2 separate regions of the Rattus norvegicus genome follow, and region 2 is linked to region 1. A link is a contact called in public Hi-C data. All regions are on one chromosome and are shown on one strand. Each heading gives the region's core, a stretch centred on a gene start, on an enhancer-like site or on the middle of the called end of the contact. The rest is flanking DNA. Distances are from core to core; before and after follow the strand shown. Region 1 has its middle 7.6 kb from the start of Metap1. Region 2 has its middle 63 kb from the start of Eif4e.

Region 1 (5,586 bases), core at 854-3,353:
GCTGTAAATGTTGGCAGCCACTAGAAGGGAAACAGAAAAGAGGGAGACAACCACACCGTTGGCACCTGAGGCTTCTTGTCTACATGGCAAAAGGATAAAGGGCATAGGAGAAATAGTGACAAAACTCAGAGTGGCAGGGAAAGCCTTTGGCCAGTACTGGGGAGAGAGGGGCATAAAGAAATGTAACATGGGGCTGAAGAGATGGCTCAGTGGTTAAGAGCACTGACTCCTTCCAGAGGTCCTGAGTTCAAATCCCAGCAACCACATGGGGCTCACAATCATCTGTAATGGGGATCCGATGCCCTCTTCTGGTGAGTCTGGAAACAACTACTCTGTGTGTGTGTGTGTGTGTGTGTGTGTGTGTGTGTGTGTGTGTGTGTAAAATAAAAAGAGATGTGAAGTTACATTCTTCTGAGTTAGGACTACACCTTAATGATCTCTGCAGGCAGCTCCCGGTTTTGGTCCTTTCATGATATGGTTGGACAGCTGTACTAACTGTAGCCCAGGCTGGCCTTGAATTATGCCAGCCCTACCTCAGCTTCCCAAATGTTAGTACTTCAAATGTGGGATACCACACTTGATTCTATTTCTTTAAGATCCAGCCTAGCACTAAGACTACTTAGCCCATTAAACTTTTGCTGACCTTCTGGGTTCCAGTTAATCAATATCTAACAATGTCTATTCTGTGCTACTTCTAAACCTAGGACACAGTGCTGTTGTTACAGTTAGCAACAATTTTAGGTAACATTTACTTAAAAAAAAAAAAAAGTCAGGGGGCAGAGATGACTTCAGAGCTAGGAGGCTTACTAGCCTTGCAGAGGACAGTTCCCGACACCCACATTAGATGACTCAGCGTTGCCTGTAAATCCATCTCTAGGGTTTCCTGATACAGGTGAAATCTGGGTGCTCTCGAAGTTCTCGGTCTGGTTAATAAAAGAATTTAATCATAGATTCAAATAGAAGCTCAAGGGCAATTTTATTAGAGTTTAAAATAGAAAACTTCAGGGCAATCAAGATGTAAACTTCTGTAGCTGCCCATAAGATAGGAGAGAAGGAAAAAGCCATAATATTTAAACTGGCAAATCAGACCAGCAAGCGGCCACATTGAGGGTGGGGTTGGGGCTTTAAAGAGAGAGAGAGAGAGTAAGGAAGCCCAAAATATTAGAAAATCTAGCATCAAAAAAAAAAAAAAAGAAAGAAAGAAAGGAAGGAAGAAAGAAAGAAAGAAAATCTAGCGTCTTAGTGAAAGTATGTTTCTGAAAGAGAGAAAAAAAACAAAACAAACAAACAACAAAAAAAAAGGCTTTGTTCTATAATTCAGCCTGGAAATGGATTGACACGAATTTTGTGTTAAATATAACTCTGTCGTCGGAAATGGAGTGCTGAAGGTAAATGTCAGTCAAGCCCAGCAACGTTTCATTGGAAATACGTGGTTCACATCTGGTTTCCCTCAACGCCATCAAGCCTATTAAGATGGCAGGTAGCATGGTCTGGCCCGGTTGGGTTGGCAAGAGGCCCAGAGGATTTACTTCCTCTCCACGACACAGTCTACAGCATATCACAACACAATTCCAAGATCGATTACAGACAAGTTGAACTAAAAGTAATTTTTCAAGTGGGTTTGTAGCTAAGGTGTAGAGTCGGCCCTGCTCTGGTTTTCTGTCTTGAGTGCTTGCAATAAAGACGGGAAACTGAGTCACTGGACTTAAGCAAAACTATAGCATATTTGACATATACATCATCAATTCAATGCAAACTTCAAACTTTCTCACTTTTTAAAACTCTTTTCTAAAAGATTAATTTATTTCACGCATGTGAACACACTGTCGCTGTCCTCAGACACACCAGAAGAGGGTATCGAATCCCCATCACAGATGCTTGTGAGCCACCATGTGGCTGAAGGGAATCGAACTCAGGGACTCTGAAAGAGCGCTCAGTTCAGTGCTCTTAACCGCTGGGCCATCTCTCCAGCCCCAAACGTTCTCATTTTAACTATGAAAGATATATATATTATCTGTAGGGTAGAAGACACTGCTAGGAGCTAGCCCTTGGTTACTCAGAGTTGACAGCCCTTGACAGTCCGCGGATATTTATAGCAATGGCTTAGCAAGAAGAGAGAGGAAACACTACCCGTTTTCATACTTCCAACTTGGCTGCAAATTGTACTAAGGATCTGTTATGTCTTCCGAGTAGATGGTTTAGATAAGCACACAATACTGAATGGGCTTGGAAATAAAAGACGAGCATCTATTTGGCAAATACATCTGCCAGCTTCCGACAGACACCTCTGTCACAGCCTTACACTGTGGCAGTGCTGAGCTCGCTGCATTCTGTTGGTCCCTGTCTTAGCAAAGTGGTTCTCTTTGGCCGTTGCTTTCTAGTTAGTGTTTGTGAAGCTTCACACAGCCACACCATGTAGCATGTAAATCAGGATTTTATAGTAGGCATTCATAGGCATTGATTTATGGCAGGGCTGTGTTTCAGCTGTATTCTGGGCATGTCTAAAAGCCATCGAAGAGTTGAAATCCGTGGGGCACTGGCTAAGAGGTTCTCAAAGAAGAGGTCAAGCGTACCACCAAGGTCAGGATGCCTTTGTGAGAACACAACTTCATCCCTGTGAGTACAGCTGCTCCTGTGAGAATGGCCTTGGGGACTATGCGATGCTATTTAATCTAACCGTGATTCAAAAGCTAGCAACGGGCAACCTTGGATTGCCCATCCACTTTGCTTTGTTTTAGCCCAGTCTCATCAACATCACAATGAATAATATGACACAAGCTCCTTTTCCACCTCACAATAAAACCGTGTTTCTCTTCCAAACACTAGCTACGTTCAGGCACGTTCTTTCTCAGTAACAGCCTTTCTAACAAGAATCTCAGTAATGCATCTCTAGGGATTCTCAAGTGATTCTGTGTTCATTACTGTTGAGGTCTTTTATAACAATGAACAGCACTGAATTGTAAGTCCTAGCATCATTTTTAATTTAAACCATTGGCATTATTTATAAGCCCTTGATCCTGCATTTCTATAAACTAAATAAGAGTAGATAAAATGCTTCTGCGAAACTCCGAAAAGTCCAGGACCAACGAGACAGCCTTCCAGGGCTTCCACCCTACTTGAGAAGAAATAAAAACAGACACCGCTGACCGGAGAAGTGACATGCTCCTGACAGTATGGTGGGATGAAAATATTTAGAAGAATCAAATTGTCATCTTCTATCTCTCTCAAGAAAAAACGTGTTTGATGAATTCGTGGCTTATTAGCAAAGCCTTCCTGTGAGTGTTGTCAGCAACAGGCAAAAGACTGGAACTGTCAGAGGACTGGCCTGGCTGGGGGAGGGGCAGCAGTGTCTATGGATTCCTGGGAGGCAGGCGTAGACTGCCCAAAATAAAGCCATAGTTGAAACGTAAAGCAGTGCCGTACTGAAACACTACCGACTTGGACGCTCAGCCAACACGAGCTTATTTCTCACAGTCAAAGAGGCCAGGAATTCGCAATTATGGTGTTGGCAGGTTTCATTTCTTCAGAGGCCTTTGTTTGGGCTGGTAGACGACCGCCTACATAATTACAACTTCTCTATTTGTCGATGAACTATTATATTACTCATAAAATGAGTTTAACCGGTAGCCTGGGTCCCAGGTCTCGCCTGCTACCGTGGCAATGCCAAAGCCAGCAGCAGCAGTGGCATTGGTGGCGGCAGCGGGGTGGGTGGGGGGGTACGGGGGGGGGGTGTAGACAGCAGGCAATCCTGGGCGGCTAAGATGTGCAGTAGGAATGGCAGAGCCTGGCCTACTATGCAAGTCTAAGTTCCAGCAATGAATGCTTCCGGAGAGAAAACTCTTCCCCAGAATGTTACAGCTCAGTAAAACAGCCACTCCCAGACGATTCTCAGTGTGGATGGGGACTTGATAAACATTGAGGAGTAGGGTGCGATAGGGGTAGACGCTTCCCATTGGCTCAGTACGAGATGCTAGCGCAGGCGTTTTCCCGGTGACTGATTGCTATCTATGGGCCTCCCAGTGGGTGTGTTGGTTACCTGTTCCAGAGCAGGTAGAGTTTGGCAGGGAGCTGGCCCCTTGCCTACCATACTCAGTTCTGAATTTCACAGCGTTCGGGCTAACTCAACCTTACCAGCTTTTCTGTCTGACGGCATAGCTCACTTGCCCCGCCCACAGTTTACACTAACTGCTATAACTGTCTTCAAGTCCCAGTACTTTAAACTGCTGGACCTGGCAGCAAGCACCTTTAAGCCCAGCACTTGGGAGGCAGAGACAGGTGCATCTCTGTGACTTGGAGACCATCTTGGTCTACATGAGAATTTCAGGGCTACATAATAGGGACTCTGTGTCAAAAAATGATAGTCAAATTTTTTTTCTTTTTTCCTTTTTCTTTTTTTTTTTTTTGGAGCTGGAGACTGAACCCAGGGCCTTGCGCTTGCTAGGCAAGCGCTCTACCACTGAGCTAAATCCCCAACCCCGATAGTCAAATTTTTAAGAGTTTATTTCTTCCTTACTCAAAGACTAGTAGACGGTTTGCCATGGAGTTGCAATCTTAATCAGACGGGCTATAAGGTCTCAATGGTAGACCAGAGCATGAGTCGATCACCCCCTTGGCTTGTAGGCAGAGCACACCAGCCTGTTCCCATGGGCTAGTACCCATATTCCTCCTATTAGATTCTAAGAGAACCTAGTGATAAGTCTGTCAGGGCTCAACTTCTTTCTTTAAAGAACAATAAACAAAACCGAGGGCAGCTAGGATTTAGCCCAGAAGCAGGGTGCTTGCCTCCAATATGGGGGGGGGGGTTAATTTTGTTCTCAGTATCAGAATAAGAGAGGAAAGAAGGAAGGGAATGAGGGAGGGAGGGAGAGACGGAAGAAAGGAGGGAGGGAGGAAGAAGGAAGGAAGGAAGGAAGGAAGGAAGGAAGAAAGGAAGGGAGAAAAAAGAGACAACACTAAAAACAATAATGCCCACCTCATGTGGAGAAAATTCATTAAAAAAATGTAAAGTGGGGGTTGGGGATTTAGCTCAGTGGTAGAGCGCTTGCCTAGCAAGCACAAGGCCCTGGGTTCAGTCCCCAGCTCCGGAAAAAAAAATGTAAAGTGGCATACATTTAATCTAACATTATAAGTGCTCAATAAATGTTCATTTGCCCACTGTCATCAGTAGCAATAGGTATCAGACAGACCTATCTACCCCACCCCATCCTCCTTGCAGGGAAGTAAAATCTGCTGGCCTCCTCTAGGGTCCTCAGCTGGGTAAGTCCTCCCTCGTTACAACTGGACGCAGCTAACATGGAGTTGGAGTCCTTAGCATTCTCCTACTATTATTCTCTGCCACGCACAGAAGCTCCAGCAGAGGCTTGGGGAAGCTCACTGGCATCAGAAATGCAGTGGTTAAAAGCTAGATTAACGGGCTAAAATCCTAGGGTTGTGCTACTGGGTACATGATCCCAGAAACATCGCTCCATGTTAGTCATCTTCCCCTCCTCCTCTGTGAAGTGGGACTATGATTTCAAAGTTTGAAGAGACTAAAGACGAAATACTTGAAACAATTCTGGCCCACAATTACCTCGAAGTAAAAGCTGC
Region 2 (5,586 bases), core at 814-3,313, 99 kb after region 1:
TGACTCTTGAAATACATCACTTAGTCGCACGCATTAATGGTGTCAATGATGGTGGCGATTTGACCCAAGAAAATCTTAATAACCAACACTGGGTGTGTGAGCAGGATGCTGATGGATTGATGTGCTGGCTGTTTTCCCTGCCACGCACGGTTCTTGTTTAGCATAGCTGTCACGTCGGCTCTGTAGATTTGATGACAGAATGCTGGCAGAAGGCCACGGTCTGGAGAGATCTGAGAGAGATTTGCAAACTGTAATTTTCGATGCTTCTATTCATAAACACCGGGGCTTGTGGGTATTTGCAGGAGGCTGTGTCTTAATTACAGACCTAAGCAAAACACACCTGGACCTGTGGGTTCAGATTTCAAAAGTTTGGGTTCAGAGGAGTGTGTGTGTGCTCTGTGTGTGTGTGTGTGTGTGTGTGTGTGTGTGTGTGTGTGTGTGTGTGTTAGTGTTGACACAGGGTCTTGCTATATAATACAAACTGGTCTCAAAATGATGTCCTTCTCCCTAATAACTGGAGCAGGGGTGCTGCCCCTAAAGCTGTTATCTGTCTGTAGAACCCGTTCCCCCAAGCGGGCTGCCTTGTCTAGCCTCAGTGGGAGAGGATGCTTCTAGTCCTGCAGAAACTTGATGTGCCAGGCTCGGGGGGGGGGTACTCAGGGGGAGCCCCTACACTCTCAGAGGAGAAGGGGAGGAGAGATGGGAGGAAGGACTATGTGAGGAGAAGACCAAGAGGAGGGGGGCAGAGATTGGGATGTAAAGTAACTAAATAAAGGAAGAAAAAAAAAAGGAAAAAATGTCCTGTGCTGTTTCCTCAGTGCTGGACTCACAGGTACTGGTCACTAGCCAAGCTCAGATATCTATTCTAACTAAACAGTTAAACATCTTCTATTTTCCACTTGATCTTGCCAGCTATGGCCATCATTTTAATGAGAACTTGTATCGTGCCTCCACACACACTCCCCTATCTCTGACTTGCTGATAACATTGTTCCTGGTATTCTTGGTGACACTGGCTTTTGATGTTATCACCCAGGAAGGTGGCTGTTCTTCTGGCAGACTTGCATGGAAGCTTTCTGCTGCTGATCCCGACTGGCTTTTAGGGGCTCACGTTGGCAAGCAATGGCCAGGTCCCAAATACTGGCAGTGCCTGAGCAGGAGGGCATTCTGGCTGTGGCGCCATAGGTGGACCGGGCATGCTCAATGTGGACTCTGGCCTTAGCCCACACCTTGTCTTGCAGTGAGTGACCCAGCAGCCAGCCTCCCTTGTGGGTCATTTCTGGCTGCAGTGGGTTGGAAGCCCATAGCAGGGTAGCAGCTGCAGAGACAGTGCGGTACAGTTGGCAGGAGGGATGCTCTATGGGGTATTGTTTCTCCGGTGAATGGCTCTGTCTCCACTCGGATCTCCTTCAGCTCCGGGGCAGGACTTAGGTCACCTTAAAGGATCCCGTGTCAAGGGTGGGAAGAAAGCCAGGGATCCACAGCTGTGTTCACCAATGGGGTACAACGGGCGCTTGATCGCAGTTTTTCCTAGAAAAACGGGTGCGCGGTGCTGGGTGTTCCTCACTAATGTCAGCACAGCAGTGCAGCTTTGACTTAAGATGTGTGGGCTGCTGCCTCCCACCCCAACCACTCGGCCATCTTGTCTGATTCTCTCAGGGTCAGAAGGGCACCGTGACAGTCTTCATAGTGGCAGTTTAAGGCCCCTCTACTAAGCTTGGTGTGTTCCAGGGCCTGTTCTCAGAGACCCACCCGCCTCTGCTTGTTGAGTGACGAGACTAAAGTTGTGTGCACCACTGTACTAATCTGGGAATGACTTCTTAATCATCTTTAACCCTAGCCATGCATGGGGCATGCATCCGGACGAGTTTCTCCAGTTACCTCAAGCAAATAAATGAACTCCTGACTCGAGACTTAGCCCTGAGATTGGCTCCTACAATGTCCCAATGCTTTTGCTTTCCTGGCCACCTCACAGCAGCTTCTTAATCTCTGTGACGGAGTCCTTGCCTGCTCTCCAACTTCTTCCTAGACTTCTTGTTTCCGTAGGAGCCAAAACCCTTCAGAACTATGCTCTCTCCTGCCACCTGCTGCTCTACTGTGTGTCTTGATGGCCCTGCTCCGCCTCCTGGGCATGGGCACTACGCTTTCTGCCTTCCTCCAGGTCACAAAGAACATCTTTCTCCTCTGTGGCTAATGTTCTTCCTGCCTTTCTCTTCACATTCACCATTCCTGCCCTCCCTTCATAGCTCATTCTCCTTTGGACATCACACTGGCTTTGAACTAGTCAGCCTTTCTGTTTCTGCTCCTACTACCCTCTCAGTTTGATTTTACTTATCAACCATAAACCAGATTGTGTCACCCACCTGCCCAGAACCTTTCCAGGGTCCTTTACAGACCTTCAAGGTCCATCAAATCTCATTTAAGTTTCCTTCTCTTACCCTCCCTGTGCAGGCCTTTGCTATTGGAGCTAAACCTTTCCCTTAAACTTCGGTTTCTGTGCTGTGGCGATGCGATGTGTCCCCTGAGATGCTGTGGGCTTCACTCTGGTCTCTGTGCCAGCCACACCTCCTCAGAAGTGCCTTCTGCAGTCAAGGCAGCTGAAACGCTGCCCCGCCCGGTTACTCACTCACTCAGCACCTCAGCGACATACTGCTGAGATGGACATATGGCCTTGGGGAGGAAATGGCTTGTGTGTCTGATCGTAGTCCAAAATCGAAGGACGCCAGTGAGAAACACAGACAGGGCAGGAGCCTGGAGACAAGAACTGAAGCAGAAACCACAGAGGAGTGCTGCTTACTGGCTTGCTCCCCATGGCTTGCTGAATCTGCCACTCAAGACCCCCTACCCAGGGGTTTTCAGAACCCCCTGCCCAGGGGTGGCTCTGCTCACAGTGAGTTAGTTCTCTCATTCAGTCAAGTTAATCTGTGGGCTTGCCCACAGGCACTCTGATAGAGGTATGTCCCCAATCCAGGTTCCTCTATCCCAGAAACCAACCCAGGATGTCCAGCTCATTATAATTCATGTCATATATCACTCGCCTGAGTAGCTGTATGTAATTACTTACCCAGTGCATTATTGAACTCCTCAGGACCAGGACAGAGCGCTATATTTTCTTTCATTGTGTCCTTGTCGGGTTCTAACAATAACACAACCCATGGCATCGAATTACACAGAAAAATAAAACCCACCGGGTCTGTCCTGGGTGCCACGCACCATATTCTCCCTTAGAGGGACATTCAGTCACACAACTTAGCAATATTGAGAGAGAGAGAGAGAGAGAGAGAGAGAGAGAGAGAGAGAGAGAGAGAGAGAGGTTGGAGAACTCAGGGATGATGAAGATATCAGCTGTGGCAATGGGGAGTTGAAGGTCAGCCTTGTAAACAATTCAAGTCAAGCTTTCTAAGCGGTTGATGGAGGAAAAGCCCAAGGCAGAATGGTTGATTTACTTCCGCATGGCAAACCTGTGTGTTCTGAGTTGAAAAGCTTTTGCTAAACGTTTTAGGAGGGCTTTTGAGAAATGCTTGAGGAAGAATCCAGCAATGGGGTGAAAGGGTAGGGTTTTCTTCTCATGTGTGTCTGTAGAATCTGGGGGCACTCTTTCCTACCTGGAAATAGCAGACTCTCTCACATGACCCGGGCTGTTTCTCTGAGTAGCACTTGAATATACAGAGAGCCTTTGACTACTCTCTGTGAGGTACATTTTATATCATTATCTGTGGCATGGTGGGTTTTCAATCTGGTTCCCTTGCCCCCATAGTTTCTTTCTTTTCAAAGTCACCCCAGTTAGAAAACAATTGCTTCCCACTCATTGGAAACCAATTAAAATAGAAAACATTAAGTTGGATAAGTCATTGTCTTCTCACCCTTAAATGGGCTCATGATCCCCCGAGAGGAAGTGATTGTGGTGCTTAAATGAGAGAGTAAAGCTCCAAGCTTTACCAAGAGGAGATCGTCCAGAGGCTGCTTACAAGTTGAGGTGACTTTGAAATGTCTGGGCAACTTTCGAGCTCAATCAAGGAAAGTGTCACCCAAGCCCTTGTCAAAAGACGAAATCACAGGAAATTTGGTTCCAGATCTGACTGGATTATAGATGCTACTCATAAATCAGGGCAGCCTCCACTCTACAAATAGAATGAAATCTCCCAGCAGCCAACGGAGGGATTGTAGGGTCTGCAAGAGCAGAACAAGAAAGCTGAGCAGTAGAAAGAGCTTAGCATCAGCTCCTCTGGGCTGCTTCTTTGGAAAAGGGTTGAAGCCAAGGGCACTCGCTTACTGCTGACTCGGGTAGAGTGGAATTTCTTGCTCTCGGGGAAAATCTTGGAGGGAAATATCTATTTCTTTAAGCTTTTACTTTGACCCTACAGCATTTAACACGAGCAGCAACATTCTGGTTTGGTCCAGCCTGTTGGGGCCAAATGCAGGAATCAGCTCAAAAGCAGTGGCCTCCCGTGATCTCTGTTAACACTTGCAGGTTGTTGACAGATTGGAAGAGCAAAAGCCAGAGCTTATTATATGGTGGGAAGGTCGTAGGCCTGAAGGTTGGTAGGCTAATATTTAAATGAAGAGCTGAAGTTTTTGTTCATTGTGTAAATATCTCCAAGTATGAGATTCCTCATGTCTACATCTATTTTCTTAAAAGTGTTTTAGGGAAGATTAAAATACACAATTTATGTGATATGGCCTTTTGAATGGGCTCGATAAATTACAATAGTTTCTCTTTTCCGCAAATCATTATTTCATAAAGATTATAGCGTACATTTTCCATAATGTGTGTTGTGCTGTGTTCTATGTGCATTTTGTATGTGCAGGCGTGTGTATGTCTCGAGAATGCAAGAGGATTCTAGCGTCCCTTTCCACCTTCTTCCCTTGAGGCAGTCTCCTGCACCGAACATGGGCCTCGCTCAGCTAGGGTGGCCAGCCAGGCCCGGTGACCCTCCTGTCTCGCCACTCAAAGTTAAAGTGTGCACGACCATGTCTGGTTTTTCACATGTGTGCTGGGATCTAAACTCAGGTCTTCATGCTATGGAAAAGGTACCCTTAGCCACTGACCCCACCCTGCCCCATTTCCATGTTCTAAGTCATCCATGCATTCTCAAGAAGAAAAAGAAAGCATGGAGCAGAGAGGAAGGAATAGAGAGTTGGAAGAGAAGTCACATTCTAACCCGAAACTCACGGATACTAATCTTTTCATTATTAAACTTTTCACACTTGGACAACATCAATCCTCTTTTTTTTTTTTTTTAATCTCATTGCCCGTCAGGTTCCCACAGCCGTTTTCTCTTTCAGAGGTGACTGGGGAATGCCGGCGGGTTTTAATATCACCACGAGCAAAACATAATTAAGGAAGTAAATCTGCTGTGCCCAGATGTGCCTTGTTCATTACAGAGCCAGTCTGCAAAGTGGCTTTGAGAAGTCGTTTGTGGCTTGGCATTATTTGGGGGTCATCAGGGCCTGCAGTCAGCGCTCTACAGTGTTTGTGTTTGCTAAGAAGACCACAAAACGTGTCATCTTCTAGACTCTTCTCTGGGCTGACGTGTGTTCTTTTGGTGATCACCCATTGCCCTGCCCAATGCAAGCCACACAGTAG

What was found. Hi-C and Micro-C count contacts between places; a contact is called where the count stands out from the background.
Region 2: a Hi-C map of the A7r5 cell line shows a contact between it and region 1, with 2.5 times the contacts expected there. The contact joins two enhancer-like sites. A contact is called at or near these places in 7 of 12 Hi-C or Micro-C datasets (the A7r5 cell line, the Rat2 cell line, frontal cortex and 4 more).

The regions. Positions count from the first base shown.
Region 1 is chr2:229,702,503-229,708,088 of GRCr8, forward strand. No RefSeq gene overlaps it. Among named protein-coding and RNA genes, the nearest start is that of Metap1, 7.6 kb to the left of the region's middle. Within about 2 kb of position 2,104, at least 1 of the 93 cell types and tissues checked has an H3K27ac peak or open chromatin away from gene starts, as enhancers often do.
Region 2 is chr2:229,801,293-229,806,878 of GRCr8, forward strand. No RefSeq gene overlaps it. Among named protein-coding and RNA genes, the nearest start is that of Eif4e, 63 kb to the left of the region's middle. Within about 2 kb of position 2,064, at least 33 of the 93 cell types and tissues checked have an H3K27ac peak or open chromatin away from gene starts, as enhancers often do.